Linked DNA regions of Mus musculus: all the other regions are linked to region 1. The links are chromatin contacts, called in public HiChIP or PLAC-seq, Micro-C and promoter capture Hi-C maps. All regions are on one chromosome and are shown on one strand. Each heading gives the region's core, a stretch centred on a gene start, on an enhancer-like site or on the middle of the called end of the contact. The rest is flanking DNA. Distances are from core to core; before and after follow the strand shown. Region 1 holds the start of Pknox2 (Pbx/knotted 1 homeobox 2). Region 2 holds the start of Tbrg1 (transforming growth factor beta regulated gene 1). Region 3 holds the start of Nrgn (neurogranin). Region 4 holds the start of Esam (endothelial cell-specific adhesion molecule). Region 5 holds the start of Stt3a (STT3, subunit of the oligosaccharyltransferase complex, homolog A (S. cerevisiae)). Region 6 holds the start of Ei24 (etoposide induced 2.4 mRNA). Region 7 holds the start of Fez1 (fasciculation and elongation protein zeta 1 (zygin I)).

What was found. Promoter capture Hi-C pulls out the DNA fragments that hold promoters and counts their contacts. A called contact is a pair of places that touch in the nucleus more often than the background predicts. HiChIP or PLAC-seq counts read pairs in DNA pulled down with a chosen protein or histone mark.
Region 2: a contact with region 1 is called in a promoter capture Hi-C map of embryonic stem cells, with 5 read pairs. The contact joins the promoter of Tbrg1 here to the promoter of Pknox2 in region 1. A contact is called at or near these places in 5 of 39 promoter capture datasets (cranial neural crest, embryonic stem cells, hippocampal neurons and 1 more), 3 of 115 datasets of contacts at active chromatin or transcription factors (cardiomyocytes, embryonic stem cells and memory CD8 T cells) and 1 of 9 other capture datasets (adipose tissue).
Region 3: a promoter capture Hi-C map of embryonic stem cells shows a contact between it and region 1, with 9 read pairs. The contact joins the promoter of Nrgn here to the promoter of Pknox2 in region 1. A contact is called at or near these places in 7 of 39 promoter capture datasets (embryonic stem cells, hippocampal neurons, liver and 1 more), 3 of 484 Hi-C or Micro-C datasets (all in embryonic stem cells), 1 of 115 datasets of contacts at active chromatin or transcription factors (bone marrow-derived macrophages) and 1 of 9 other capture datasets (liver).
Region 4: an H3K4me3 HiChIP or PLAC-seq map of embryonic stem cells shows a contact between it and region 1, with 13 read pairs. The contact joins the promoter of Esam here to the promoter of Pknox2 in region 1. A contact is called at or near these places in 4 of 39 promoter capture datasets (embryonic stem cells and liver), 1 of 484 Hi-C or Micro-C datasets (embryonic stem cells) and 1 of 115 datasets of contacts at active chromatin or transcription factors (embryonic stem cells).
Region 5: a Micro-C map of embryonic stem cells shows a contact between it and region 1, with 4 times the contacts expected there. The contact joins the promoter of Stt3a here to the promoter of Pknox2 in region 1. A contact is called at or near these places in 2 of 39 promoter capture datasets (the 3T3-L1 cell line and hippocampal neurons) and 1 of 484 Hi-C or Micro-C datasets (embryonic stem cells).
Region 6: a promoter capture Hi-C map of liver shows a contact between it and region 1, with 2.3 times the contacts expected there. The contact joins the promoter of Ei24 here to the promoter of Pknox2 in region 1. A contact is called at or near these places in 8 of 39 promoter capture datasets (the 3T3-L1 cell line, 3T3-L1-derived adipocytes, cranial neural crest and 4 more).
Region 7: an H3K4me3 HiChIP or PLAC-seq map of neural tube shows a contact between it and region 1, with 2.0 times the contacts expected there. The contact joins the promoter of Fez1 here to the promoter of Pknox2 in region 1. A contact is called at or near these places in 8 of 39 promoter capture datasets (the 3T3-L1 cell line, embryonic stem cells, frontonasal cranial neural crest and 4 more), 1 of 484 Hi-C or Micro-C datasets (embryonic stem cells), 2 of 115 datasets of contacts at active chromatin or transcription factors (SST interneurons and neural tube) and 1 of 9 other capture datasets (pancreatic islet).

What each region holds. Positions count from the first base shown.
Region 1 is chr9:37,145,515-37,149,887 of GRCm38.p6, reverse strand. It overlaps Pknox2 (Pbx/knotted 1 homeobox 2), which reads left to right and starts at 2,566. Exons shown (of 13, transcript NM_001029838.2): 1 at 2,566-2,647.
Region 2 is chr9:37,654,892-37,659,264 of GRCm38.p6, reverse strand. It overlaps Tbrg1 (transforming growth factor beta regulated gene 1), which reads left to right and starts at 1,953. Exons shown (of 9, transcript NM_025289.3): 1 at 1,953-2,267; 2 at 4,173-4,243. The coding sequence starts at 2,121.
Region 3 is chr9:37,550,570-37,554,942 of GRCm38.p6, reverse strand. Nrgn (neurogranin) reads left to right here and starts at 2,198. Exons shown (of 4, transcript NM_022029.2): 1 at 2,198-2,406. The coding sequence starts at 2,392.
Region 4 is chr9:37,525,540-37,529,912 of GRCm38.p6, reverse strand. It overlaps Esam (endothelial cell-specific adhesion molecule), which reads right to left and starts at 1,824. Exons shown (of 7, transcript NM_027102.3): 1 at 1,623-1,824. The coding sequence starts at 1,692. It also overlaps a transcript of Msantd2 not described here.
Region 5 is chr9:36,765,615-36,769,987 of GRCm38.p6, reverse strand. It overlaps Stt3a (STT3, subunit of the oligosaccharyltransferase complex, homolog A (S. cerevisiae)), which reads left to right and starts at 2,366. Exons shown (of 18, transcript NM_008408.5): 1 at 2,366-2,438. Gm26787 (predicted gene, 26787) reads right to left here and starts at 2,101. Exons shown (of 4, transcript NR_166654.1): 1 at 1,948-2,101.
Region 6 is chr9:36,795,490-36,799,862 of GRCm38.p6, reverse strand. It overlaps Ei24 (etoposide induced 2.4 mRNA), which reads left to right and starts at 2,529. Exons shown (of 11, transcript NM_001199494.2): 1 at 2,529-2,650.
Region 7 is chr9:36,830,982-36,835,354 of GRCm38.p6, reverse strand. Fez1 (fasciculation and elongation protein zeta 1 (zygin I)) reads right to left here and starts at 2,615. Exons shown (of 10, transcript NM_183171.5): 1 at 2,444-2,615. It also overlaps the pseudogene Gm27219.

The DNA.
Region 1 (4,373 bases), core at 1,317-3,816:
GACAAATAAGAACAGGTGGAACAAAAATAATACCCAGGAGAATCTTAAGAACTCCAGTGTGCAGGTGTGTGTGTGTGTGTGTGTGTGTGTGTGTGTGTGTGTTTAGGGACTGCTAGGATCTGCAGGAACCTGCTTGGTTATACTAATGCACTGTTAAATCATAGGGCAAGTGTGTGTGAGATGAGAAAGACATTCTTACTTATAGCCTGGAACCAATTCTACAAACTTAAAGTCTAATCTATCTCTTCATGGACAGACCCAGGATTTAGATGTGGCACCCATGAATTTAACATATTGACAAATGGTTATTAATTATTCACTAGCTGGGTCATCAGCTGGGGTCCTGGATGGCTTTTTTTTTAACTGCTTTACAAATTAAGTTTGTCTCCCTTTACACGAATTAAGGAGGGAATTGAAGAGGGAGCGGTAATGTGGGTCTCTGACTCCCTGTTTATTCTCACCACTACTTTCTAGTGGTAGACATAAGCCAAATATTCCTTTCCAACCATTATTTAAAAAAAGGATGGTTACATGTTAGATCATCTCTTCTTTTTAAAGCCTTTGCAAGCTACAAAGCAAGCTGTAGTGACTAAAAGTTAGTGTGCATTTTAAAGTTAGTAAAGGATATTACTGGCTAATGTGCTATTTGAAAAGACTCCACAAGTCAATCGTTGATGTCCATGGGTCTGATGTCTTAAAGAACAAGTTGACATCGGAATTGTACTTTAGAAAATGAGGACTGTGGTAAGTATGAGTGGGTAGTATATGGCTTTTGTCTGTATGCTCACTGGCACTTCTCTGATGAACTAAGTATTTACTATCAGCCCATTCTCCATCTGAATCTACTGGCCAGCAACCTCCAAAGGAGAGCAACCCCTTCTCCAGAGGTCCCTGGCAGAGTCAAAGGGATCGCTCCTCTCCCAGTCTATGCAATGCATTTCCCTCTGCGACTTTATGGCAGGCTGACCTCCAGCCTCTGGGTCAGTGAGTCTGGTGTTTCTGTACTACATAAAAAGGGCAAGTGGATTCATTATTATTATATTATTATACAATGTGAAATATATACTAGCAATTATGCTGTCAGGAGCCACAGTCTTTGACCACAGATCAGAGGTTGGGGTGACATAACTCTACCTAGTGAAAGTCTTTAGGGAGTCCATGGGAAGATGTTTCAACCCCATCTGTAGCAGTGGATCTATAGGTGAAAGCCCCCTCCCCGTCCCACAGGAACATTGCAGGTGAATGTGGAGTTGCTGGCAGGACCTGGATAAAGAGCACATCTGGAATGTGATGCAGACGTCTCTGAGCCTTTGGATCTAATGATACTTCTCATTTTTGCCGGAATCCGAGGCAGGGGAGGAATGACCCAGAGGCTTGGAATGGAGCAAAGGGTAACCTCCCTCTGCTGGGGTTAGATCCTTTTCTGGGAACCTGACTGTCTGGATTCCCTCTTAGCTTTTCCTTAACTTTCAGTGACTTTGTTTAGGCTTCAGCCAGGCTCCTTTCCTGGTGTGAGAGTCACAGGATTCATTGTCACCTGCCTGTGGCCTGAAACCGCTTCTCAAGGGGGGCAGAAGGGATTCTCTGGTCCTCTGTGTAGGAGCTGAGCCAGTCTGCATCCTGAGTGGCTGAGCCTATACTTGGCACTCAGTAGGAAAGTCATCTTTGTTGACTAAATGGAGACATGCATGGTTGCACTGGCTTGATTTGGCTTTTCATTGTAGAAGTGACTTGGGTGAGGAGCCTGTTTGGTGTATGGAACAGATTGGACCACCCCAGCAAGCCCAAGCTGAAACAGTACTCCCCTCACCTTACGGTGCCCAGCCTCCGGGACACACTGGCTGGCTAAGCAGTTTTAAGAATGAAACAGCAGTGGCTTCCAAGCACTTGCCTGACATTTGCCAAGGGATAGCTTCTGATAAGGCTCTTTCCCTTGTTATCTTGCCCCTGAACCACCCCATCAACCCTCGGATGAACCAAGCGTCAGAGGAAGCCTACAGCAGGGGGAAAAAAAAAAGCTCTTGAGACCAGGGATAACTAACCACCTGAGCACCTTTGCTGGGGCCAAGGTAATGAGAATTATTCAAATGCAATCATAAAAATGAGGCCAGCCGGGCAGGAATGGGGTGGGGGTGTGATGGAGAGAACGTTTCTTGCCAGTTTGAAGATTCCTATTTTCTTGGGGTTCTCTTGAGGTACACAGAAAATTTCACCTCCTCTCAATCTCTTCAGCACCTGGTGTCTTGGAACTCGTCACCAGTTGATCGCTAAGGAGGACACCGGGTAGGGGTGCGCCTGCATTTCTGGGGTTCACTGCATCACCTCTGTCAGGCAACCCCCAGGTCTGGGCGCCTGCTGCCTCTCTCCAGCAGCAAGCAGGCCAGAGCCTGATGTCTGAGCCGAGCCTCCAGTAGAGGGAGACACTCTAGCAGCTCCTCGCCTGGGAAGCGGCCGGGTCCAGGAGTGGGTGGGGGCTATGGGGGGGGGGGAGAAAGGGGGAGTGGGGAGAGGGGAGGTGTGCGCGCGCGGGGAGGGGGGGGGAGGGAGTCCGGGGGGCGGGTCCCTGTGCCGCTGACGTCCCGAGCAGTGCTGGGAAGTATAGGCTGTGTTGTCACGCCGGTGTCAGTCTGATGAAGATTGGCATCAGGTAAGCTGTCATTCATTTCCATGTCAGAGACGCTTTTGCAGGCGGCGGCGGCGGCGGCGGCTGCTGCTGCGGGCGGCTGCCTCAGAGCGCGTGTGTTTTATTCCAGTCCCCAAGCCAGAGTATTATTCATTGCGACAGGGCAAGGAGGAGAGAGGGAGAGAGGGAGGCAGCAGGGAGGAGAGAGAGGGAGGCAGCAGGGAGGAGGGAGGCAGGGAGCAGAGAGGGACGGCGGGAGCGTGCAGAGAGAAGCTGGGGAAGCGCCGGGAGAGCGCGGAGCGAAGCCGCGCGAGGGGAGGCGAGGCTGGGCGAGGAGGCGGCGAGAAGCGCGCGGCCCACCCGCTCCCGGACCCGGCCGGTGCGCAGCTCCGTGCCCGCCTCGCTGCCGCCGCCTCGCCCCGCTCCCCTCTGGCCCAGGGCCGGGCGTGCATTGTTTGCGGTCGCAAGCAGCTGGGCAGCGGACTCAGAGCGCAGCGGCCCTAGAGCCTGTAGCGGGCGGGCTGGAAGCCGTGCACCCGGAGCTTCCCGGGACTCGAGCCCAGGGACGAGCGCGTCGGCCGGAGTCCCTGCGCAGGCGGCTCCTGGCTAGGCGCTCGGTGGGGGCGAGGCTGGGAACTGCGGGCGGGCTTCGGTTCTCCTTTCCCGGGCTCCAGGAGCCCTGTGGCTGGAGCTTCCTAGGTGTCACCAGCCCCGAGCTGCCTTCGAGTGGTTGGAAGCGGGAGCAGCCCTAGCCTGCGGCCGGGTGGCTGGAGTCAAGCAGTGGCGGCCGCGTCCTGCCCGGCCCGGGGAGGCAGGGAGAGTAGAGGTTTACCGGAGGATCAGTGGGGACAGGGGAACATGTGTGTGTGTGTGTGTATGTATGTGTGTGTGTATGGGGGGGGGGGAGGTGTTAGTCAGAGAAACCAGAACCCGAGGGGCGACGCTCAGGGACTCTAACTAGGAGTAGGAGGAGAATTTGTAGGGTCACTGGCTCTCTACGTATTGTTGGGTCTTTTGGGCGGGGAGGGGAGGATTAGGGGTCCTTGGCGAAGAGCTAGAAGATAAATTCGTAAAAGGGGGGGAGGTGGGCACGGAAAGCGTCCCGAGAAGAAAGCCGATGGGGATGGGGCAGGGTCCTGAATGTGCCGCGCGAAGTTTCTGTTTCTTTCGGGTTAGGCTGGCTTCCAAAGCCAAGGAAGAAACGAGCGCAGTGGGCCGCGCTGTCTGGAGAGTCCTTCACAGGGCAGCCAGGGTTCCCGCGCGGTCGGAAGACGCGGGTTGGGAGTGGGAGGGGGATGCGGATCAGCCCCTTAAAGGAGGGCTGGGTTTTGGAGCAGGCTAGAGTTTGGGTTGCAGGAATCAAGCTGTTTTCAGAATAGGGACAGATGGGCCGCTGTGTAGTTTACATGCCGGCAAAGACAGAGGGCTGGAGTTAGGCGCCGGGGCCCCGATTACCTCCGAGGCTTGACTCCGGAGCCGGTGACGTTGTTTTAGAACTGACACTCGGGATCAGGATATTGAAATGTAGGAAGAATTGCGCGTCCAGGTTCTTACAGCGTGTGGGAGGAAAAGCTTTTATGTAGGCAAGAAAAGTAGTTGATTCCAGCCGTGGTGAGCGAGCCCCGAACGTCTGCTGCTTCTCCCCCTAAAGCGAATCTTGCGGATGAGAGGATCTGGGTGCACAGGGCTGAAACCTAGGAGAAAGACTCTGGAAGGTACACAAAAATAGTGATTCAGTACGAAGTGACCG
Region 2 (4,373 bases), core at 704-3,203, 510 kb before region 1:
AATGCTTATGAAAAAGTCATAACTTTTAAAGATGATAGCAAAAAGAAACATTGTATTCAGTATTGTCTAACTTCTGTGAAAAATCAAAACATATACTAAAATATTAATAGTAGTTCATCCAAAGAGGCAGTATTATGGGTGTCTTGGTGGTTTGGGATAGGGGGAGTTATTATTGTGTTGTTGTTGTTGTTGTTGTTGTTATTTTTTTCAAACCTTTGTTATGTGTCTACATGGATGACAGGTGTGTACACATGTGAGTGCAAGTGCCCATGTCAGATCCCCTAAAGCTGGAATTACAAATAGCTGTGCGCTACAGGATGTGGTTTCTTGAAACTGAACTTGGGGCCTCTGTTACTCATTCATTCATTCATTCATCCATCCATCCATTCATCCACCACTCATTTTGGAATGCTAGAAATCAAACCCAGAGCTCTTCACCTATAATATAAGTGCTTTGCCACTGAGTTAGATCACAGCCCATGGATTTTAAAAAAAATTCCCCAAGCTGGACATGGTTGTCTATGGCTATAGTCCCAGAATTTGGGAGATAGAAACAGGAGGGTCAGGAGTTCAGGGTCATCTTTCCCTACACAGAGAGTTTGGCACTGTTAAGAACCCAGTCTATCAAAGCCAACAAATAAACAATACCTTCTTTTTTGTCAAATTTGCAAGAAAATTGCCTTAATTGTAAAAGAAAAAGTCTCAAGTGAAAAAAAAAAATAATAATAAACATGTTTGGGACTATTCCACTGAAGTCTACTGGCCAAAAGAGCTTTCAACTAAAGCAGAGGCTGGGACTTTCCTCCTCATAGACACAACACACGAAGAAGATGAATAATACAAAAAGTCAGATAGATGTCAAAGTCTATGAGAACAAAATGCAGCTAAACAGCAAATCAGGCAGTTAAAACTAACGCTTTATTAAGAATAAAGTCAATTTCGATTACTATGAGTGCTTTCAGATTCCAAGCTAGAATTCCAGTATATATTTTCAAAGCAGTGTATTTTATAAGTTGTCACAATTCTGATGGCTTTTAAAACCAACTAAATCCACAGGAGCACCTTAGGTATTTGTGAAGGCAAATGGTACCCTGGAGTTGCATTATTAAGACCCAACCAAGTTCAAAAAAAGCAGCTTGTTACATGGGCAGTCATAGAAGAGTATCTACACGCTTTTTCTCTTGGGTTGCAGTTTGTCAAAACTGCAATGGTTTTTACAGTTTTCAGAGATTAAATACTTGGATCACTTACTGAATTCTAAGTTGTCTTTATCAGTATTAGGTTTTTCTCTAGTAATTCAGTGAGCGCGTTAATTATGTAACATACTTCTTGGCTTCCATGTACAACCGTAAACGTCTAGATTTGGAGAATTTAACAATAATTATCTTTTATATGAGTACACTAGTTTGGAAATCCACCCCATCTCATTTCTTACTTTGAGAGGGAGAAAACAAACAACAAAAACAAAATGTGAAAAAGAGGCTCAGTCAATTGGTTTGACACTACTGAAAGAAAAAAACGATAGGAAGTATGTGTACTTGAAACGCTCCTGGTTTCATTTTAAAACCACTGAAAGCCGACCTTGTGCTACTTAACATTTTATTAAAACAGTTTGCTAACTAGATACCAAGCTTTGGGGCAATCAAGGTCTTGTTTTACTATCCCCGAAGTTCACAGCCTAAGAAACACTTGTGCGATCAGCACATATGGGAAACTGAGTTCCCCGCATTAGTATTTAAGTCTGCTAAAACCCCAGGAAGGCCTGCTGCTCAGAGCAACCTGGGAAAGCAGATGTGGACGTGCATTCCCTGAGGGCACCTGCCTGAGCGTCTGCATCAGGACTTTAAACTCTTCCCTACTTCGCTGGCTATCAGCCGGGTAGGACCGGTTCTTTCCAGCTCCAGCTCCTTGCAACCCTGAGCCACACCCGTCCTCCCAGCCCACCGCTAGGTCCGAACCACCGCAACTTCCAAACCCGGAAGTTACACGTGGCGGTGCTTTTGCGCAACTTCCGGCGGGTCTTCCTTGGGAAATCGACTGGGAAGTGCCGAGGATCGCCATCTGTTTCTGCCTGCGCTCCATCCCCTCCGCGCCCCGGAGCTCCAGAACCCGGTCTGATCATGAGCGTGTTGAGCGGCCTGGCCTCCGAGCCGCGCACCCCGCTGTCCAGCAAGGCCAGGATGAAAAGGCTCCCGAGGAAGAGCCAGAACGAGAAGTACCGGCTGAAGTACCTGCGGCTGCGCAGAGCAGCTAAGGCCACGGTGTTTGTGAGTCTGGGTTTGGGTGGGGACTGTCTTCCCCACCTCAACTCTCTCAGAGAAAGAATATCCGTCCAGTGTTAGTTGCCTCGCTTGGGAATATTAGTTCCATATCCTTGCATAAGTTATTCCTCTAGTCCTGTCAACTCCTCTATAAATGAGGACTGAAGAGTGCTCCGCCAGCAAACTTTAGTCATTACCTTCTTGCTACTTTTCGTTTCGAGCCTAAGGAGTGTCTTTTAAGGCGAGCACACTGAAATGAAGCCCAGAGGGATGACGTGCCCTAACTCCAACTTGGATACCCTGATTCCAGTTTATTATTTACTCTACACAGCCTGTTTCCTAAGTACACCCAACCCTAACGCCATGGCTGCCGCTTTCGTAAACAGGCACCTAAATCTTTCAAAATTGTCCTGGTTGTAGCTCCCTTTGACGAGGCTTCTAGGTGTTTCTGCCTTCCCTCCATCCGAAACTGAAAGTGGAACTCAACATCAGGAAACAGGCTACCTCCTCCTGCTGAGGTGTATAGACACTTCCTGCTTTAATTGTAGGGATTTAGGATTTGATGAGTAAACTTCTTTACCAGCCAAGAAGTATTAGGGTCTAATAAATCTGATAACAGTCTAATAAATAGACTATTCTAGCTTAGCCAGTCACCTCAGTGCTTGCTTGGTAATAGGTATACGGTCCATATACCCTCACATCTGAACCTGCAGTTTAACACTTCTTTCTACAAGGTCTTTGTAGACGTATCGGGAAAAGTTTTGACTTTCAATTTGTTGTTGCTAAAACATTTAACGCTTGTATATGTGTCGAGGGAAATATGAGTAAATCAGGAAGTCAACACCTTATACTCACTGTTCTCTCTTGTCACATGATGTCAGAGCCTGCCTAATGCTTACAAGTCGACATTTAAAGATAGTGTTGGTTTCGTTAAGTATACAAAGATCTTATGAAACCAAAGGGTCTCCGTGTACTTAAACCAACTGATGCCTTGAACACCAATTTGAGGCTCCACCTGTGAAACACCCAAATAGGCATTTCCTTCAAAACTGGTTTCAAGACAGACTGAGCCATCAGTAAAGAATGATGGTACTTGGGTATATGCAAATAGATGATTAATTAAGAATTTTACATGCAAAACTTTTCATCCTTTTCTCTTCTCTCCCCTCCCCTCCTCCCCTCCCCTCCCCTCCCCCTCCCTCCCTCCCTCCCTCTCTCTCTCTCTCTCTCTCTCTCTCTCTCTCTCTCTCTCTCTCTCTCCCTGTAATTGTTCTGTAAGATACAGTGGGTCAGATTGTCTTTGCAAGGTCAAAGCTGTAAGCATAGAGAGTCTTTAGAATTCTGTAGTGGAGAACAAAAAAGAATTTTGTAGGGGGTCTAAATTAAGTCCAAGTCCTATATCCTTTCTCTGCCAAAGGCCACACTAATTGGAGTGGCCACACCCATTGATTTGCCCAAAGAGTGCAAGCCCTGGTGTACCATCTTGTTCTGGCATGAGCATTAAGAATGTCCCTCTTCATCCAAAGGTGTCCATGCAATTACCCTCCCTGTAATAGAACCCAAACACTTGGCCCTGCAGATTTTTTTTTAAAAGAAGTTTCTTTCTTTTTATTCTTATTACTGTGTGTGTGCCGCCGAGCACGCATAGAAGTTATCAGGTAACTGTCATTCATTCCTCTCCTTCCACTGTGGGTTCTGGGGCTCCGATTCGGTGCCTTTCCCCGCTGAGCCAGCTGTACAGACTCTGTATTTATTAACAGCATGCGCAGAGTAGAACCACACTTCTCTTACACACTGCAGCACAGAGGGCTCTTTCAATCTGAGATATAGATCTTGTCACCAGAAAGGAGCCTCAAGTTTTAAGTTCATTTTATGTGATTATAGTCCTTTTTTTTTTTTTCTTCCTTAAAGGAAAATGCTTCCATCTGTGATGAAATTGCTCGTCTTGAGGAAAAATTTCTTAAAGCAAAGGAAGAAAGAAGGTGAGCCAGCTTCATTTTGCTGTTGCTGTGATTATCATTGTCATCATTATTACTGGTGCTGTGGATTGATATTATTATGGTGGCTGATTTTTTTTTTCCCTCTCCTCTGGATTCCTGCACATCGCAAAGC
Region 3 (4,373 bases), core at 949-3,448, 410 kb before region 1:
CCCAGCCAGCCTTCAGCTCAGCTCGGAGCCCCAAGCTGGCTAATCATGTTCCCAACCTGAGTGGACACTGGTATATCCCTCCCACTCATTCTCCCTTTAACAAGGAAAGCCATGACCTAGACACTCAGTGGAATAGAAGCATTCAACAGTCCTAGTGTGGCTGGCCTGTGACAGTGGGATCCATTGCAGCTTGGCTGTTTGAGGTCCCTTGTCCTGTTCAGAGACACCAGGCATTTCTTCCTCTCTACTCTAAGCAGTAATTTTTTTCCCTGTCCCTCCTTGGAGAACTTAGCTGAGGAGGACTTGAGTTTTCTCAAAGGGATCCCAACCACCTGGGTATCATGTGATACAGTCAGCTATACTACCCTGACAGGCTAGGAGGTATCATGTGATACAGTCAGCTATACTACCCTGACAGGCTAGGAGGTATCATGTGACACAGTCAGCTATACTACCCTGACAGGCTAGGAGGTTTAGAGACCACAAAAAGGTCAAGCTACATACCCCAGATGTTCCTTTCCATATCTCTGCTTTCCAGCCTCTCTCTAAACCACATCCTGCCCCAGCATGGGCCCAAAGGGCCAAAACCAGTGATAACCGCAACACTGCTTGGTTTGACAGCATCCTTTTTCTTCCAAAGAGCAAGTGTGAGGGTGGCTAACTTTTGTCTTATTTTGAAGCGGTGAATCAAAAGGTTAGGAAGTCTAGTGTGAGGAGTGGGATGGGTGGGTGTGCTAAGTCTGTACCAGGATATAAATACATTCAAAGTGGGTGCTGGGTGTACGTGATTTTATTTGGTGCAGATGGATGGAAGGATAGATAGATGGATAAGTAGACAGATAGATCACAGGTCATGGAGAGATACAAAATAGATACTTGGTCGGTGATGATGGAAGACACTTAGAACTAGTCAAAATACTGAGAATTAGAGGCTATTGGATGCCAAGTCATAGAGAGGACACATATATACCAATACTTCCAAGGCTCAGGAAACATCATGGAAGAAGGGGTAGGAAGAATTTAAGAACCAGAAGAAGGGGGGTGAGGTATGGAATGATGATTTCCAGTCATGACTTGGCTATTGAGTTAACAACAGCTGGATCACCTGCACAAGATCTCCACAAGAGTGGGCCCATTAACACTCTATCATGGAAAGAGGAGGGGCTTATGAGGTACCACCCCACCCTGAAGATTTATACACAATTAATAGTTGGTGAGGTAGGGAGAGACATTTACTTTAGGGGTGCAGTCACTAGTACAGTGCCTACAATGCTGTAAAGAAGCCCTTGCCCGTGCTCCTATAAACAACACTAACAAAATTCAATGGGTTCCTTCTCGACACCCCCCCATTCCAAAAAAAAAGACATGGCAATAAAAGGGATACTTGTGGAAAGAGTAGGGGTTATCAGGAGTGGGAAGGGGCAAAAGAGGGTAACCAGGTGAACATGGTTTAAAGGGCACAAGTAGGTCACAATGGAATCAATTAATACGTAGAATCAACGTGTGACAATACAGTGTTCTTGCTAAAAATTTTAAAAAGAAAACACTTAGTGCAGACATTGCCAGCAGTGAGAATGCAGGTATTTTTGTCTATGTGCTAACTAACAGGAGGTCTACCGTTTACCTGTGCTTCACAGGGTGTGTGGACACGGCCCTGTGGAGTTGTTTTTGCCTATTGTGTCTGCAGTGTCTGTATGTGGGAAGATACACCACACCACCCCGCCTGGGAGTATGTATGGATGCATGAGGCTTGGAGCGTCTATGTCACTATGTGCCCATCATGTAGGCTGTCTACCATCAGGTTTCTCTGTAACTAGAGTGAGGAGGGCATCTCTGCAGAGAGGGGAAATAGAGGGAGTAATGTTTGGGACTCTAGAACAGGGAGGTGGGTGAGGTTCGTGGTTTTCTATCTATGGGCGGTAGGGCGTGCTGCACCCAGATGTGTATTTGTGCCCTGGATGTTGGAGGCCTTGTGCTTACTCCGACGTACATCTGCCTGGCAGTCTGCGACTTAGAAAGCGGGGGGGGGGGTGAATTTGGGAGATGGGGTGTGTAGGAGGAATGGATGGAAGTGTGTAGGTGGAGAGGTTGGAGCACCAAAGCGAGCGAGGCGGAGAGAGTCGAGAGAAGGAGTGGTCCTCGCTCCAGTTCTCCCCGCCCACCCTGCAGAAAGTGTCTTCTGATTGGCTTCGAGGCCGCAGGGCTCAGGTTACATTCGCAAGAGTTGCGGAGCGCGGGAGACCGGACCCAAGAGGAGAGAGGCTGGTTCTGCAAGGATTCTGCGCTGGTCGGGGAGTGCCCGACAGCCCCTGAGCTGCCACCCAGCATCGTACAAACCCACCCCCGCTCTGCGCCAGGCTCCACCCCAGCCAAGGACCCTCAACACCGGCAATGGACTGCTGCACGGTAAGTCCATACTTGAACTCAGCGTGTTCTGGGGCAAGGGGCACACGAGAACCCCTGGGGGGTGAGTGAGGGATGGAAGTGGGTGCGGAAGACCTAGGAACAATGTGGGAAAGAATGGTGCTGAAATATTGTATTGGATGATGGAAGGCGCCTGCCTGATCTGAGCCAAGCCCTGGGGAAAATGCTCCCCAGCTCGCGGGGGCGTCTGAGCGCCCATGGGCCAGACAATCTAGGTTGTATCTGGATCTGAGCAGAGCTTTCATGCAGGAAAGCTGCTGCTTAGACGAGAGGTGGAACTTCCCCCACGGAGACACAGGAAAGTTGCTGGTGTGCTAGTCCTTTCCCTTGGTATTTTTTGGCCCCCAAACGATTTCCTATCCCACTGCTGCTGTCGCGGACTGTGGCAAGATCTTCACGACCCTCAGATGATCGTCTAAGCCCTTATGTGGCGAAGTCGGGGAGAATCCACCCTGGTCTTGGTGGTGATGGGCAGGAAAGAACCTAGTCAGTGTGGTTCTGGGGTGGAGCTGGTTCAGCCCCCAAAACCTTCTCCTTTGGAAGGTGCTGGGTGAGTGACCGTGAGAGGGCCCTGTGGGCAAGGGGAGGAAGTGTCTATCAGCGCCTACACGGAAACTGGATGCTGCAAGTGCCTAACGCCAAAGCAGATCTTGTTAAGGGCTCTTGTATGAAGGCATCCAGCACTGGTCCTGGCTCCTAGCTGGCTAAAGGAGTTGAGTGACCCATACCTATATAAAACGTGTTTGCTTATTCTTAGCCTCCGATCTAAGGAAAGAGACGACTCCAAATTCCTAGTGTTTTCTTTCTGTCACTCTGGCTAAAGACTCCAGAGGTTACTTAACGACAGCAGGAACCCCACCTTTCTCCCACAATGTGCAAAATAAATAAGTTTGGAAGGGAGGAATAGCCCATATCTTTGAGAGGTGACACTTCCCAATGCCCAGTGTCCAAGACGCAGTGAGAACTTAGGGGCAAGCCATTGCTGACATTTTAACTCTTGTTAAATAAATAACAGCTGCCAGAGTGCCTGATCACCCCAGGTAGGTAGGTCTTTTACAGTTGTACAAATGGGGCTTAGAAATGTGATTTTTTTTCCCCAAGTAGGCACCTTTGACAAGTGTGGAGCCCTGTCCTCTCAAAAGATTGCCCTCCAATCCCTCTTTGAAGCATACTGATTTTCATTACTGTAAATGCTCATAGCAGTAAATGTATAGATCAGAAAAAATATATACATATACATATACATATACATATACATATACATATACATATACATATACATATACATATACAAGCATGCCAATCACATACAGTTCCGCCCTTTGAAGAACACTATCCAGGGCTTCTTCCAAGGAAGCGGTTTGCTATTCTCCAGGGAACAGTTTGTTTGCTTATTTGCTTATTTACTTACTTATTTTTGGTGCTGGGGATTGACTTCTGGACTTTATGCCTGCTAAATATGTACTCTGCTTCTGAGCTACACACTGAGCCCAAGAATCACTTTTTGGCTGGGAAAGGAAAGGTGTGGGTCTTCAGTCTCAATTGAGGAAGAGCCCCTCATCCCCAGCAATGTTCCATTAAGTAAAAAAATAAAAAATAAATAGATAGATGGCAGATTATGAGATATGAGTCAACAGGGGAGGAGGGTAACTGCTAGGCAAGAAAGAAAAGGCTGAGAAGCCAAGAAGGATGGGGAAAGGAATCGGGAGATGTGCCAGCAGGGAAGACATGAATGGGTGAAGACTCTAGGAAGCCTGAGAAGGATGAAGAGGGTGAGATGTGGGGCTCAGGCCTCCAACCTTGTCTCTCCTGGTTAGTGCTTATAAAAATACCCAGGAAGCCATTGGTGCATGGCAAGTAGATAGCTACACCACAGATAACTAATACTGATAGATAATGGCTGAGGGTGTGGTTAATGTGTTTGAAATCAGTGTCCCCTAGAGGAAGAG
Region 4 (4,373 bases), core at 575-3,074, 380 kb before region 1:
AGGACTCCGGAGCTGCTCAAGAATAGCATCGTTCAGCCCAATCTAAGACCAGAAGGAGAGAGCCAAGGGCCTAAGCAGAGCGAATGGGCCCTTCTCCCCAGGGCTACTATTTTTAGTTTCCCTATTTCTCTGAGAAACTCCCTTTGTGGGCTTCTCACGCTCCAGGGACAGTTCTGAGCCACGAAAGAGCACATGGGGGGGGGGGAGGGTTGCCTTGTGCCTTCCCCAGGAGCAGCGAGTGCATTTAACCCTCCAGAGGCCAAGAAGGGCAACCTTCGTGGCATTATTAGTAGCATTTTAGGCTCTGGATCTTTGATATGACAAAATCAAACTCAAAAGCTGAAAGAGAAAAAGGAGGGGCCACGGGTGACCTACAGAGGATGCCTGTGATGTTCAGGCAGCCAATATAGGTTTTTCCTCCCTTGCTTGGAGGCTGACATTGCCCTCTCCAACACAGTAAGGGCCAAGCTGAGGAAGAATGCAGAAAAGAAACAGAAGCTGAGGTTGAAGGTGCAAAAGCAGAGCTGAGAAGCTGAAGGCACAGGAAACACTCCAAGCTTTGGAGGGAAGGGCACAGAAGCTCTGAGACTCATATTTGGGAACCTAAGATCTCATGCCCTCAACACCACTAGGACACAGACCAGGCCGAAAGAAACCATGGGTGGGAGCAGGGAGATCCCCATCAATGTCACTGAATCTACTCTACATTCTTCCAGGTCTTACTTGCTCTGACATCCTCTAGCCCAAGGAAGAAGTTAAAGCGAGGATTCTAAACCCAGAGAGCAAAACAGCCTGGGGAATAGCTTATAAGGGACTTAGTTCCTACTGAGTCATTTCTCTCCAGATATAGTACTGGGTGGGCCACCTCCAGCTCCTGCTTAAGATAGTTGTCCTGGAGAGCTCACCCAAACACTTGTTTCAGGAGGTCCCCTTCCTCTTGGACCCTTTGGCACCCTCTCCCTATTTTCCTTGTTCCTTTGGATCTGAGAAAAGATAAGGACGATGGTAGACCTGATGGTAGGCTGTGTGCTGGAGTCTGAGCAACTGACCTCTTCCCGAATTTCCTGTGTCCAAATGACCTCATGGTCAGGCTTTGGGGGCATCTCCTTTGATTTCCAGGGCAGGAAGCAGGAAGGAAAGAAAAGAGCTTGGTGGGGAAATGCTGGGACGTGAAGTACTGCTTGAAGTACTTGCGTCAAGACTGAGGACCAGGCATTCCCTCAGGGATCTTTCACATCAGCTTGAATGAGGGGTGCGGGGAGGGGGGACTGGAACTAAGTCCTTAAGCCTTTAGTCACTGTCTCATCCAGTGCCTCAGCTTATCCAGCTGTGATGAGTGGGGGTAGAGAGTAGACAGGAATAACTGCCTTAACTCATCCCAGAGGTCTTGGCTGGAGATGCCTTTATCCCCCTCCCCAACACCACACACCACACCAAAGCTGGAAGCCGTTCTAGCCATAGAAGGCAGAAAGTGTAGCACCAACCAGTGATGTCCAGAAGTGGAGAGTAATGAGGAAAGACAAGAATGTCAAACAAAAATCCCTTCAAACCCACTCTCTAAAGTCCTCCCCTAGGATCAGATTTACCTGATCAAAGCCCTCCAGACCCGGTGTTTGACTCACCAAGGGTACTCAGTCCCAGGAACAAAACCCGCAGCAAGCTGGTCTCGGGGGTTCCAGCCTGAAGAATCATGGCCCTCCTTGGCCCGGAGTACTCAGGGAGAGTTGGACACACGGTGTCTACAGGTGTTGTGGGTGAGCGGCGGCAACCCGAATGTGCACAGGAACCAGGCTACTGACCAGGGTGGCTCCAACCCAAGTCAGCGGGTGTGCGGATGGGGAGGTGGGGTGGAGACCGACTGGACAGTGGGCGGGGCATTCAAAGGGGTGGAGAGGTCACCGTCCTGCCGGGCGCGGCGCGCTAGTGACTCGCAGCGGGGGAAGAGAGCTCTCCCCAGGCTCAAACAGCCGGATCCGCCGGCCTCTACCTCATACCTCCAGGGCAGGTGTCAGGAATAGAGGGTGAAAAAGGAGGAATGGGGGCGGGGGGACTAACCTAAATTTAAGAAGTGACCCCGACCCGACAATAAAAGCCCTGTATCTGGGGTCAGAACGGCCGCTCCAAGCCTGGCGTGCGGCATCCCGAATCAAAGCAGAGCAGCCTTCTCGGAGGAAGAGGGGAGCCCCCACGTTGTGTAGTGTGGGTTCAGCTGGGTTAGGAGCAGCCGCTGAAATGGGGATTCGAACTTTATTAGCCCACACCTCTCTCCGCCCGGTTCAGGCCCGAGGCTTCTGGGGAAGACATCCAACATAGCCCTGACGCCACAGGCCTTCCTGCTCCTAAGGCTAGAGAGGGGCTGGTTCTCCAGAGTTCCAGAAACCGAGGCCCGAGGCGGAGTGTATGGGGGTCTGGGGGGAGTCTCGGACCTTTGCCTCATGAAAACACGGAAGACCTGGTACAAGGGAGGTGAGCAGGAAACTGAGGCAACAGTCACAGGCTTAATGCTGACCAGGGAGGAGGGAGCAGCTGCAGGAGGACGGGATATAAATAATGTCTTTCCCTTCTGTACAGCCGCTGGTGTCTTCGCAACCGCCCATCCTTGTAGTGAACGGCTTAGGCCAGTTCTGATCCTTTAATTCCCAGGACTAGATCTTTCCGCTGTGAATTTAATTTCAACCCCACACCCCACCCATGTCATTGGGGGCGGGGATGGGGGTGGCGGCACCTCTGCGCCCCCTGATGGCCCGGGCTGCTTCAGCAGGGGGAACGCACCGGTTCCAGCCTAACAGCCAATAAATAAAAATATGCTTCAAGTATTTGGGCAGGGCTTTGCTGCGCAGGACAGAAGGCATAGCCACGAATGTCTGACGTGGCCTGTTCCGAGGGAGCAGAACTGTCAGGCAGTAGAGGCAGCCTGGCCTCCTCATCTCTACACACCCCATCAGCTCCAGTGTTGTGCAATGGCTTTTCCTACCTAAAGAGCCCCAGCCTGGCTCCTCTTCAAATACCAGTCATGCAGTGGCTCTACGAAATGCCTATACAAACACTAGACTGCCCCTGACATCTATGGAATCTACCTCTTTGGCAGCTCAGCTTTCAAACTTTGTACTGTCAAAAGGTGATGTTAGGGATGGGCTGTCTTGGTTTTCCTTGCCTATCAGATTTTTCTAGATTTGAGAATACTAAAAACATTTTTTAAAAAGTGTGTATGGGCCTGCATGTGTCTGCACCACGTGTGCAGTGCCTGTAGAGGCCAGAAGAGGGTGTCGGATCCCCTGGATTCTGAGCTGCCCTATGAGAAGATGCAATCAAGCCCCAATGCTGCGGAAGATCCTTACCCTTAACCCCAAAGCCATGTCTCCAGTCCCATAAGTACCTCTTTCAAACACCCTTCATCTGTTGCCTGGACCACGTTGTCACTCCAAATGAATAACTCCTCCCAGGAAAAGGAAGTACAAAGCTTTGGCTCTTGCCTAGTGACACTGAAGCGTCTGATGACACAGGTGTGTCCATCCCTGCCCAAGAGCTGCTTCCCAAAATCTCTGTTACATAATCAGCTAAGGACCTAAGGAGAGTGACTGTCCCTATGGCACAGAAGAATTCACAGGCTTTTACGCCTGAATTTTCCTCATTGTCCCCTATTCTAACCACTTCTGACCCCGAGGAAGTCGAAACCTAAACATTGGATGAGTGCAAGGTAGGTTCATCATAGGTTTCTCTCAACCACACTTCATGTACGATCTTAGAAAGAATTTATATTTGGGCTGGAAAGATTTCTCACACCAGTCAAGAGGACGTGTTGGTCTTGCAAAGGACAAAAGTTTAATTCACAGCATCCACATGGTGGTTTACAACCATCCATAATTGCAATACTAGGAAACCTGATGCTTCTGACCTCCACGCATGTGGTAGGTACATATACATACACGGAGGCAAGACACTCACACACATAAAAACAATTTAACTTAAAAATTTTCCAGAAGTCAAAACAAAGCTTGACTAAAAGGGCCTCTCTCCCTCCTGGATCTGTTACAAGGCTTATGGTCTTAGTCAGTCCCCTTGTCTGAGACAATGCTCAATGTCAATGTTACCTGACAGCCTATTGTCTTCTTTTCTATTGTCTCTGGTCAGATAGGATATTCCTATCAGCAAGTCACTGTCCTCACAAGCCTCCATTTCCCAAAGCTCAGTTTTGTCCTCTTCCCTGACCTTTAACCCATTTCAAGCCACTCGGAAACTCAGGCTTGATCTTATCTTTGCCCTCCATCTTGGTCACAGGAGTCTAACAAGGCCACACTCCCAGTTATGCAGGTCTAAAAAGTCCTCACCAACTGTTCCTAAAATATTGTGCCCCATCTATTAACTAGTGAAGG
Region 5 (4,373 bases), core at 1,117-3,616, 380 kb after region 1:
CCTCAACGGTCTTTTTTATTCCCTTTTAGGGTGCATGCAGATTAAGGAAAAGGGAAAATTCCTGAGTGGGAGGGGCTTCAAGGGAGGAACACCTTTTAAATAGTTTTATATATATATATATATATATATATATATATATATATATATATATGTGTGTGTGTGTGTGTGTGTGTGTGTATTTATCAATATATATGTTCATGTGTGTATATACATATATACGTATATATATATATATATACACACACATATATTTAAATTTCTTTTAGCTCTTTTACCTCTTTTGCTATGTGAAACTTAATCTAGGACCTCATGCATGCAGGGAAGCATGCAGTTACTGAATTACATCACCAGGCCTCTGTTTACTCTTTGAGATAGGGTCTCATTAAACACCCAGGATGTCCTTGAACTAGCTACACGAAAGCCCTCCACCAGGCCTAGGCTAGCATCCCTTAAAACTTTTTTTTAATTTCTTTTAGGATTTATTTATTTATTTATTTATTTATTAGGCTAGCATCCCTTAAAACTTTTTTTAAAAATTTCTTTTAGGATTTATTTATTTATTTATTATATGTGTGTACACTGTAGCTGTCTTCAGACACTCCAGAAGAGGGCATCAGATTTTTGTTACAGATGGTTGTGAGCCACCATGTGGTTGCTGGGATCTGAACTCAGGACCTTTGGAAGAGCAGACGGTACTCTTAACTTCTGAGCCATCTCACCAGCCCCCTTAAAACTTTTATTATTACTGTGTGTATGTGTACAAGTGTGCACATACATGCCACAGTGGAGGTGTGGACAACTTTGTGGGGTCAGTTCTCTTCTACAACCTTTAGGTGGATCCTGGGTAATCAAATGCAAGATTGTAGATTGTAAGGGGGCAACTGTCTTTACCCACCAAGCCCTAGCATTGTCCCTAGTCCTGACCTTAGCATTTTTTTTTTTTTTTTTAAAATAAAACGTCTGAGGTGACCTCCCACCATATAATGCCGTGGTAAAAGTCTTCGTCAGTTTCGGGCACTGTAATCTTTTGTTTCCCAGACTCTAGAACTGTGAGAAATAATTTATCTATGTAAGAAATTAAGCTAGGTTTTGAAGCCACAGGAGTTTGAATGTATGTAAAGTCCTCATGCTTATCTCCTTCAGATTAAGATGCCTGGAATTAGCTCCTCCTGCCTCAGACTCTGGGAGCACTGGCATCACAAGTGTGTGCTTTGCCGTTATTCTTGCTAAAATAAAACTACATGGAACATTTACTATAAAAACAAAAGAGAAGAGGTATTGAGTTAGGTCCTGGTGTAAAAACTGGTCATGAGCATTTTGAGGAAATGCATTATTGTAATAAGTACTGATTTCAATAGTTGGTGCTTCCCTTCATGGGAGAGGAAAAGAGAAGCCAGCGTCACTGGCACCAAATATGAATGGTATCTGGATGGTCTAATCTTACCGTAGCCTTTGGTTTGAGGCTTGTAAGGCATGGAAGTGTTCGAATTAGTACATCTGTTTATATGTATATATCGGAAAAGACTGGAGTTTGGCAGCTGAAACCCCTTCCTGTGCCCGTTCTCAGTACCATCCTCGGAGGGCCCGGGAGGAAAGGTCACCCTCGCAGGGGCCCGGCGATGCTAAGCTGCTCCTGATTGCCCAGGGCTAGCCGCTCCGAGCCTTGAGATAATTTCTGCAGGCTATTGCCGGCTCAGCCCGACTCGGGCGGTGACACCCTAAAAAGGCCTCCCGGGCCCTTCCATAAAGTCAGACCTGAGTGAAACGTTTCGGTGAAATTTGTCAAAGGTCCCTTTATCGAGGTTACTGCAAACACAGAAACAATTCTTGGGCTTATTAGTTGACACATCTTACACAAGGTGGGTTCGTGTGAACCATGGAGGCTGAGAGTTTTCACAACATATCTTCTCTCCTTTAACCGTTTAATAGGTAACGGGCCATTTCTACCTTAAAAAACAAACGGATCTGCAGCCCAACTTTTCCGGACGTGGTACGACTGCCGCTTTCTTTACGTATTTCCGCTTCTGCTCATGTGACCAGGGTACAGCGTCCACTCCTTCCTATCGCCGCTCCTTCCTGGTCCGCAGACCGACACGTCACTGCTCGGCTCTCAACCAAACTGTTCAGAGCACGCTCTTTCCGCGCGTTTCGCTTTCCCGCGCCGGCCTATCACAGTTCGGTGGGACTTCATAGTCACGCCTCTCAACAGGGTGAATGACAGTCACATTGTCCATTCAAAAGGAGGAATCCAGACTCGATCCACGCCCTCGAAATGACAGACAGAACCGTTATCCTGTCGGTCCCCTGAAATATACATCGACGGAGGCTAGCCAATGCGGAGCGGGCAGGGAGGCGGGCCTTGGCTGCTGTCAGGGTTGAGTGCGCCGCTGAACGGATGGCAGGGGGAGCAGAGTGGGTTCCTGAGGAGCATCCGTGAGGTGAGAAACTCTGGGGTAGCGCTAGAGGATTAGCGGCAGGTGCCGCGCGGGCTGTTGGCCGGCCCGAACGAGGTGCTGGACACAAGCCTGTAGAGGTGGGGAGCAGAGCCTGCCTGCGGCCTGGGCGGAGGAGGGGGCGTGGAGTGTGAGATGGGGACGTCCAGGCATTGGGGCACCAGACGATCTGAGGAAGGGTCTTGGCAGAGCAATGCACTCTGGCCATGAGGGCGTGGGGCACAGGATCCTGGGACTAGCTTGGAAGGGCCACGCGGAGTGTGCTGAGATAGTGGGTTCGAAGTCAGTGAGGGTGCACAAGATGACGTGGAAACGTATGTGGGAAAACCACCGAGGCTGCAGCCCTAGAATTTAGAGCTCGGGTGGGTCAAGGCTTGCAGACACAGCTGAGAAGCAGAGAGATGATGAGCAGATAAGAAAAGCGTCCTTTCCCTTTCTGTACCCTATCGGTGTGTGGAGATTGCCAAGAACGGTATGAAAACTCGCAGTGTTTAGCTTTAAAGTCCAGGTTTTAGCACTCTCGCTGCCTTTGCTTACTCTTCAGGTGTGTGGATCATATTAGCTCAGTGGTGTTTAGTTTCCATGTCACTTATCTCCTGAGAACAACTACAAACCCAAGAGATGGGACTGAGTTGTTCACTTCCCAGAATTAGTGCGTGATAAGCCTTCCCTTTGGAATTATAATTAATCACACCAGCCCAAACTGCTCTTTTGGTATAGTTAATTAAAGGAAAGATGTTAGACTTCGCAGTGTGAGTCTTCGTGTTTTCCATTTTGTCCAGTGTTTTCCTTTTGCAACCCCCTGGTCCCTGGAAAGAAGGGAACAAGATAATGCAGTTTCCCCTTTCCCAGCATAGTTTTGAACAGTGCTACGTTTTCTCAGTTGCCACACTCTTTGTTTCTTAGTCCTTAACATACCAATTGTCTATAATTGATCACCATTCTGAACTGTCTGCAGATTGCTTCCCTTACCACCATTCCAAAATTTATTCTGGTCTAGAAGAAACAAAATTATTATTATTATTATTGTAATTTTGCTCTAGATTTTCATCTGGTGCTCCAAGTTCTCTCTGGGTCATGAAATGAGTTACAGGGAAATAGACCTGAGCAGTAGTTACAGTTTGAACTTTGAAAATGAATATGTAGTGGGTGGCCTGAGTATATTTCTCTCTTGAGTGCATGGATTGAACTTGCATTAGTGACCACCTGCTCTTTAGTTGGCCAGAGAGCATGCACACTGGGATTTGGAACAGAAAAAAGCTTGTAGCCAATCAATTGAGGCTTAGATTTATAGCTGGAAATTATGTCTAGTCAGTCATGATTTCTAGATTTCTCCTTTCACTTCAGTAAGTAATGTTCATTTCCACTTTCCCTCCCTTCCCACTTACCTTCCTGCCCAAATTACCTCCCCCTCTTTCCCCACCTTCAGCCCCACTTAACTTTCTCTGTGGCAGGGTCTCACATTAACCCAAACTGACTCAGAACTTAACTGGGTCCATGCTGAACTCAACAGTACAGTGATCCTCTTCCTCAGTATCACCAAGTGTTGGGAATCTAGACATGGGCTAGTGTACCTGGCTTGTACGCTCTCCTCTCATGCCCACTTATGTTTCCGTGATTATTTTCTTTTTCCCTTTTAACAAGTACCTTTGTTTGGTTTTCCCTCTTTCTATTTTCACGTCCTTTTCTACTTTCCTTTCTCCTCCACTTCTGTTTCTTTCTGATCCTTGTGTCTTACTTTTGCTAGTTGTACTTGGTTGCTGTGCAACTAGGAAACAGAATTGTGGGTGGAATATATATTTCTTTTTGTAGTACTGAAAGATGGAAACCAGGGCTTTTTTGCCTTCTAGGCAAATACTCCGTTGTTGAATTACATGGGCAGCCCTTTTAAATAATTTTATCTTGGGACAGGCTCTCTCT
Region 6 (4,373 bases), core at 1,280-3,779, 350 kb after region 1:
ATAAGAAGAAAAAGAAGTGAAGAGCCATAGAAGAGATTGGGAGTAGGGAACAAAGTCTTCTAGAAGAGGCAGAATAGTTCAGAGAGTAAGCAAATAGGCCACCCTAAATGATGCCATTTTTCTATAAGGGCAATTGTGAGCTAAGAGCACTTAAAAGTGAAACAAAACCAGCAAGAAAGGAGTTCTCTTAAAGGTGGGGCCAGAGGAAGACTAGTCAGGTCTCTACCACTGAGCTACACTGCCAGGCCAAGAGGGGCAATTATCCTCTCCTTTCCCTCTTTTTATTTTTTGGTTTTTCGACACAGGGTTTCTCTGTATAGCCCTGGCTGTCCTGGAACTCACTTTGTAGACCAGGCTGGCCTCAACTCAGAAATCCGCCTGCCTCTGCCTCGCGAGTGCTGGAATTAAAGGCATACTCCACCACGCCCGGCTTCCTTTCCCTCTTAAAAGCAGGGAGTTGCTGCTCTAAAAGTAACTTGAATAGGAATTTGAAGGGGATGGGAATTTAGCTCAGTGATAAAGCACTTGTCCAGTATACACGTCTAACTGGGCTAGATTTTTAAAAAATAGTTAATAGGTGGGGTACAAACCAAACCTTATCAAAATGCGATTTTTTCTCTTTAGCCCCACCCACCACTTCTCTACAACTGCCATTCTTTGCACAATGGCATTTAAAAACATTTGGGCTGGGAACTGGTGGCACACTCTTTTAGTCCCAGCATCAGGAGGCAGAGGCAGGTGGACCTCTAAGTTCAAGGCCAGCCTGGTCCTCACAGCTAGTTCTATTTTCAAGACAGGGTGTTAGTCCTGGGTGTCCTCGAACTTAATTTTTTTTTTCCTTTTTGGTTTTTTGAGACAGGGTTTCTCTGTGTAGCCCTGGCTGTCCTGGAACTTACTCTGTAGACCAGGGTGGCCTCGAACTCAGAAATTTGCCTGCCTCTGCCTCCCAAGTGCTGGGATTAAAGGCGTGCGCCATGCCAGGTTTCGAATTTAATGTTAATCCTCAGCCTTCCCTGTACTGGAGCTAAAGGAGTGAGTACATCCCACCACACCCAGCCGCGAGGACTCCTAACCAAGATCTTTTGAGGTGGAAAGACTCTTTTTTAATATGAGCCACACCTCCTGTTGGCAGCCTATATAAAGAACATGGATGAAGGGAACTCACGCTTTCCTGCTTGCTCTTGCTCTCACTGGCAAGTCCATTCCTCCACTGGCAGTAGAGCCTACTACTTTGGGATTCCAGCGTGTACTGAAGACCAGCTTCGACACCCAGCCTTGTGAAGTGCACAACTGCTGAACTCTTGGACCTTCCATTCACAGGTAACCATTGTTGGTTTAGTTGGACCACAGCCTGTAAGTCATTCTAATAAACCCCATATATATTCATTAAGTTCTGTTCCTCTGGACTAAACTAACTGGGTGGTGGTGCATGCCTTTAATCCCAACACTTGGGAGGCAGAGGCAGAGGCAGGCCACCCTGATTTACAGAGTGAGTTCCAGGACAGCCGGAGCTATAGAGTGAAGCCCTGTCTCCAGCCTCCCTCCATCCCCCTCCAAAAAATAAAAGAAAACCCATCTCCAATCTTCTTCATTCCCTTCTCAGGGTTTATATGTCAGTCACTACTAACTCACTAGCTAACTTGTATGCTTTTCTTATACTTGACTCTTTCTGGGTTTTGTTTCTTAAATTCAAAGGAGAAACCTGAAAAGGGTAAAAGTGGCTTTTCCTACAGTTTCATGACAAGAAATTATGGAGCCAGGCTAGAAATGAGCCAGTTGAAAACAGCAATCTCTACTTGTTTTTTATCACAGCCATTCCATCATTACAATCCGCACTAAATGCTACCTAAGTGGTTGATGCCTTATATTCTGAATCACTCAAACTTCTGATCTCTTGCCTCCAAATTCCAAGTGCTGAGATTGTACTATCATGCCCTGTGTAATATAATTCTTGGACTTGAAGCCAGGGCTTTTTGCATGTGCATGATAACTGATTACTCTATTGAGTTTTTGTTTTTTGCTTTTGTTTTTTTCTGAATCAAGATGTTGTTACACAGCTCTGCCAAGGCTGGTACTTACTAGGTAGCCAAGGCTGGACTCGAATTTGGACCATTTCTTCTCTTCAGCTTTCCAAGGGCTGGGATTTCAGGTGTGCATCACCATACCTGGTTTATTAGTCTTTATAGAAAGCCTCCAAATTATCAAGGTGTCTCCTATTTTATTGTTTTCATCATTTGTTCTTAAAGGATATCAGAAAGACCAGCACTGATGTGTAGATAGATTAAGGAGGTTAACGATCGCTCAACAGTGAGAAGGGGTTTGACTAGGAGGCAACAAAGGTCTAGAATCCTGGACCTGGATACCCAGAATGAGTCTGGACTCTGAGGTCCAGCCAACTACAATTCCCAGGCTCCCAGACCACGCCCCCCGGTATGGCCCCGCCCTACCTCGCTAGCCCCGCCCCTGCCCAGCGACCGGCAGGCTGCCCGCCCGACTTCCCAGCTGCCCCGTGCGGCCCGGGCATGCCCAGTGTGGGCGCAGCCCCGGCTCTCCGAGCGCCCGGGCGGAGCGGGCAGCCGGGCGCGGAGCAGGCGAACCGAGCCTCGGTGGGCGAGCGCCCTGGCTGGAGCCGCGGCGGTAGGGTGGCGGGGTAGGTGCAGGCCGCGGCGGGCAGTGGGCTCGAGCCGCTTGCAAATCGCAGCCTGGGCGGCAGGGCCCATCGAGGGCTGGCAGGCCGGAGCTAGTTCCTAAGGTTCTGGAAGGGGCTGCGGCAAGGACCCCGGCCCCCGAAGGGCCCGGGACGCGAAAGGCGGCAGGGGCAGGCCTGGCGGCGGCGCGCGGGACTCAGGCTTTCCCCAGGTGCGGCGGGGCTATCTTTAGCTCCGGTGACCCTCAGTGAGCGAGGTCCGCACCTTGTGCGCGGCAGTGGCTGGGGAGGAAGACGGGTTCTCACCCCAATTGCCCCGACGCTGCGGGAGAGAAGGGGCCGAGTACCCCAGGTTGCCCAGGAGGCAGCCTGTGGCCGGGTGATGCGTGAGGGTGTTTACCTTTTCCCTACCTGGAGTGGGAAACACTGGCTTCCTCCCTTCCGGGACTTGAATCTGGTGGCTTCGGAATGAAAGTGCAGGAGTATGTCTCAGTAGGTGCTTAATCGGTTCTAAAGACTGTCAAATTTATTGGCCAGCAGTGTTTCAAGGTTTAAGGAAGGTGATGCTTGGGTTAAACAAAAATCCTCGTTGCAAAGCTTAAGCCAAAAAGTCCAGTCTCGGTTAGAACACTGAAGTTCCAAAGTTGGTTGTAATTAGCTTTCACTCACTGTTGACAAACCGTTTATATGTAAAATATTGTGAACCAGATGATGCATCTTGGTTTTCTCTGTTGTTAGAGCCCTTTGTGTCAGTCAGTGTGTGGTCTCAAATCGTGGAAGGTTATTTTTCTGCTTGTCTCAGCAATTTGTTAAACAGGGCAATTCATACCAAATGTTCTCTCCCATAGAAAAGTTGTTAGGCCCACGGTATAATAATGGCCTTTCCTTTAAAGGCTCTATTTGGTCACTGGTACTTTGTTAGTTGGTACATGAAGAAGCCGGGTATTAATCTGCCAAGGAGTCAAATAACACAGTGGTTCTGGGATATGACAGATTTTGAAGCTCCCTGTCTGGGCTCTTGGAGAAAACTAGAGTAATGGATTTTCTCACCTCAAGTCGGGTGTGTTCTTTAACAGGATTACATTTATCCAGAATTTTTTCAGCTTTGTTTATTCTGTCGTACTCTATCCCGTGAAGAATTTTAATATGCTACCCTTTATTTGTAGATGAGCAAGTTGTTGCTTAAGATGGTGGTACATTTGTGATATACCTTAGTGTCTTGGACATTTACTAGTTTCCTGGTCATGGACTGCTTTTTACCACAACTCCTAGAGCACTGGCTTTCTCTGTACACATGATTGAAGCTCTTGAGGTTTTCTTTTTCTGCTTTTTTAGGAGGGGGGAGTGGGAGTAGTAACAGATGTTTCCTAACCTTAGGAACTTCTCTAGGTGAGCACATTTGGGTAGGATTTGACGTAAGGAGCAGATGCAGGCAGCCTTCTGACTGTACTCCCTGTTTGTCCAGTTCTGAATGGCATCAGTCCAGTTGGGTCAGTGTGGTGCTGAAGTGGCCAGAGGTCAAGGAAAGTATCCTTTATGTTTTGAAGTTTGAGTTGTATACAAGCTGACTATTATATTTTATTATCTCTTAAATTGAAGATTCTAAGCTTGATTTGGTGGGGCATGATAACTTTGGAATCCTAAAATCTCATATTTTTGCAAGCAGACTTTCCATTCACCTGAGAGTTCACTTTAAAGAAATTAAATAATTGAGAGTCTTTGGGGG
Region 7 (4,373 bases), core at 1,366-3,865, 310 kb after region 1:
TAAAAATAATCAAAATAAAATGGAGTATCAAAAAGAGAGTATATTTGACTCAGACAACCCCTAAAGAATAAAAATATACCTACAAAAACTATAAAAAGAAATAGGCCTCTAGATGTTCTGTCGGTTAAAAGTGCTCACCCTGCACACGTGACGACCTAAGTCTGCTCCCTGGATCCCACAGTAGAACTAATTTCTGAAATTTGACCTTTGTGCTGTGTGGCACATTCACGTCTACACTCACACACACACATCACATACACACAGCCAATACTTTTTAAAAATAAAAGTTTAAAAAAATGGCTATAAAAGAAGACATGGATATCAAGGTTCAGAGTCCAGAAACATTGTTAGTTGAAACAATCTATAATATTGTTTTCAATCTATAGTATTGGTTTTTCAGCAACTCATCACCCAGGAGCCGTGAGGTACTCTGTGAATGATCAGACAGATGATGCTAAAACTGAGCTTGTATATTGGGAATTTGTATTAACATGGTTTCTAACCTGAGTGGAGCATTTGTATCTGGGGCTGTGGCAGAGTAAATGAGAGTCAAACCTCAAGAAGGGGTTCCCAGGCTTGGAGTGCTGGCATATCCCATTCATTTGGCCCCCCTACCTTCTTTCTCTAGTCCATCTTCTTTTCTATTCCTCTAGGTAGACTGCTTTCACTTCTCATCTGAAACGTCTGAAGTAACCCTGCATCCTTCCATCCTGGCAAGTTTGCTGGCTCCTCAGCCTTAGCTTCTCTCCAAGTCCTCCTCCCTTAAAAGCTAACGTTAAGGCTACAGGAGCAACTAAGCCACAGAGCGTTTGCCGCGCATATGTGACATCTAGGGTTCTGTCTTCACACCTCCCACCCTCCTGCCACACACACACACACACAAGTTAATGTTAATAAAAGGAATAGCCATCTTCTTTGTGATTCCAAAATAAATAAATATGTGAAAATGGCAGAGAGGGATCATGGGAAACTCGTCTTTTTATTATTGAACACAATCCAGGACTATAGTGTAAGTGTTCCATACAATCTATTCCACTTATTAGGACTCCAAATATGTGGTGTAATTTAGAAGAGGAACGCACAGTCCTCAACAGACACTCGGAAGGAAACATGGGAAAAAGCCTCTCCCTGCAGCCTAACAGTACAGAAGCTGCAGCTTGGGTCTGCAGTACAAGTCCCCAGTCTGCTTCACTGAGCTGAATGCATGGTGGATGAGAGGGAGATTTCATCGTGCCTCCCCTGCTGGGCCTCTTTGCACCTCCACACATGCCATCCCATCTCCCTGGTCTTTCCATCACTTGTTCTGTAGACCAGTTGACTCTGTGCTTCCCCTCCCATTCCCATATAGATCCTTAAAATGCCCTCTGTTATCCACTTCCAGACTCCCACTGCTCTTCTGCAAAACCTGGCTAGTATAAGCTGTCCATTTTGCCAGAAAGAATAAATACTCATTTGCACATGGCTCAGCAACCCCTTCACCGGACTCGGTACCCTCCCCCCCCCTTCTGTTCCATTCACCTCCATTTCAGACCTCCTCTCCCTCTTCTGTCGGAGTAAAGAAAGGCTCTTCTAGGCAGCACAATGGCTGGCACTCTGAGGATGCACGGCTCATCCCACGCAGCCCCTGCTCATACTCCACTGTCTTCCCTTTGCCAAATAAGACCTGGTCACCGGGATGGGTGAGTCGTACTTGGAGACAAGATGCAAAGGGAAAGACAAGAGGGCAAGAAGAACGGATTGTATAACACCCCTTCAGCTGAACCTCCGCTCTGCAGCACCCTGGGCCCCAAGGATGAGGGCGGGCTCTGCACACTCCTTTTCGTCACACTCGTCCTTTCTCCAACCTGCTCTGTGTAGTAAAACAATCGCTCCCAGAGGACTGCAGCCAGAGGGTCTGACACTGCGAGAATGCCCCGTCTGAGGAAGGCTCCACACGCCGCGGAGGGGCACAAGTAGATTGCAGGATCAGATTCGTAGGGACAAAGATGATTTTGAGACGCCTAAGATAAGCGGAACACATAACGGTCCTGGAATGACATATGGAGTCCACATTGCTCCAGCACCATCAGATAGGGTTTCCCGGCACTGTGTTGCACATGAACACACACACACACACACACACACACACACACACACACACACACACACACACACGATGCTCTGAGATGATGCTACCAGTACCCACTCCGGGGCCCTTGAGCTTGAGCTCCCGCAAGACTGGGAAAGACCAGGACGACGGCCCACGAACCCTTCTTTTTACTTCTGAGGAAAAGACCCAGAGGAGATGAGAGTAGCGCATACCCGAGGAATCCTATGAGAGAATCTCCAATCCTCTGGTCTTCTTCACCACCCGAATTCGACCCCCCCCCCCCCCACACACACACACACCCGCCCCCAGGACTGGGGCTAGTCCAGACTAAGATCGCCTTTCCCACCACCGCACCTGAGCGGGTCCTGGAGGAAGGAATCGGATCCCAGGGCTCAGCCAGACATCCCCAACCACCGACTAGAGGTGGCCCGGTGCAGCACAACGTCAGCGGGCAAGCCAGCCAGCGAGCGCTCCCCCGCTGCTCCGGCTGCGCCTGGTCCCCGCGCTCGTGCCCGGGCTCCCGGAGGCGCGCCCGCACTCGGGAACCCGCCTAACGGGCGCGCCCAGGGCCTGAACGTCATCCTGTCGTGAACACTCATAGCTTCCTTAGAGCACGTGGACCTACCTTTATTAATATTTATGAATTGCCGTTCCTCCCTTCTTTGATACTGGCCCTTCTGCTTCCCACATGAATATTCAGAAGCTCCGAGATGGGGGCGTGCAATCGCTACCAATATGGATTCTTCAGATGGCCCAACACTAGGTTTTGTATAAAAATGCAGGCAAATGGAGTAGATGGGCAGGCAGATACTGACAGACACACTCAAAGAGCCTCTGGCACTTTTTGGACTGCCCTTCCTATTCTATTAGGGGTTGTAGTGGACAAGCCAAGAGGTGCGCCTTACTCCAAAGTCGTTCATAGCTCCAAGGTGAGGGGGCTGGATGGTGGGAATAATTTTGTCATCCAAAACTGTGGAATGCAAGTGAGAAATTTGAGTGAGGGGGATCCAGGAATAGAAAGACTTCAGACTTTACACCTCACACGTTGATGTGCTGTATGTAAATCTGTGCTTAGAGATGCTATTCATATAAAATCTAATAATGTAGTTTTAAAAAAAAGAAAAGAAAAAGAAAGAAAAGAGAAAAGACAGCACAAGAGAGGCATGTCTGCCTGGTGACACCTCCTAATTTTGTCTGATTTTAGGCCAAACCAAGAATGACAGCCGGGAGGTGAAGGGGGTCTTCCCTATGTTGATTTATGCACTCTTATCACAACAGTTCAATCATGAGGGGCAGGGAAGGCAGGGGGACATCATCTCTGATGAAATTAGAAAAAGTATTAGCCATTCTGCCCTCCTGGTAATTAGAAACATGAGGGTGTTTTTCTTGTTAGAAAAAAAAGTGGTCATGAGAGCTCAGCAGGTGAAAGGTGCTCATTGTCTAAACCTGAACCCGACTCTGGGGACTCCCATGAATGTGCTAGAAGAGAACTGAGTCCACAACATTGTCCTGCAACCTCCACAAGAGCACTATGGCAACTGCACCTATATACACACACACGCAAAACAAGAAATAGATGCTAAACCCTATTTTTCTGGCGTCATGTGGTTTTGTGACCTTGGGAAAGTTATCCTTGCTGCGGCTCACGTTTTCATCAACATAATGAGGGTTATACCTCCCACTTCCGAGGCCTGTTGTTAGATTAAGGGAGTGAACTCATGCAATGCACTTCTAGGAAGGAGAGGAGGAGCTATGACCCTTGGCTACTTCCTTAGCAGAAGCTTTAATGCACTTTTCTATGCTGGTTTTGATTGGTGATGGTGGTACGAGGTGTAGTGGAGGTTGGGGTGGGGGCTCAAACCATGTAGTCAAGGGTTGATCTTGAACGTCTGATATTTCCACCTTCACCTCCCGAGTGCTGAGACTACAGATGTGTACTTTCATACCCACGGCTTGTTTTTTGTTTTTTGTTTTTGTTTTGTTTTGTTTTTATGTGCTGCTGGGAATTATTGTGCATGCTTCTCAACTCCTAGAAATTATTTCTTAGATCTAGAAAGATGGTTCAGCAATGAAGAGCACTAACTGCTGAGAAGCCAAAATTCCATTCCAGGAGATTCAACACCTGCTTCTAGCTTCCAAGTGTCCCTGCAACTCAAGTGGTATATATATATATACTCAGACATCAACACATAGTTATTACAAAAATAAATAATACATCTTTTTAAAAAAGACTCCATGTGCAATATTCAGAGTATGAGAGAGGCTTGTGAGGAAAGTACTGGAA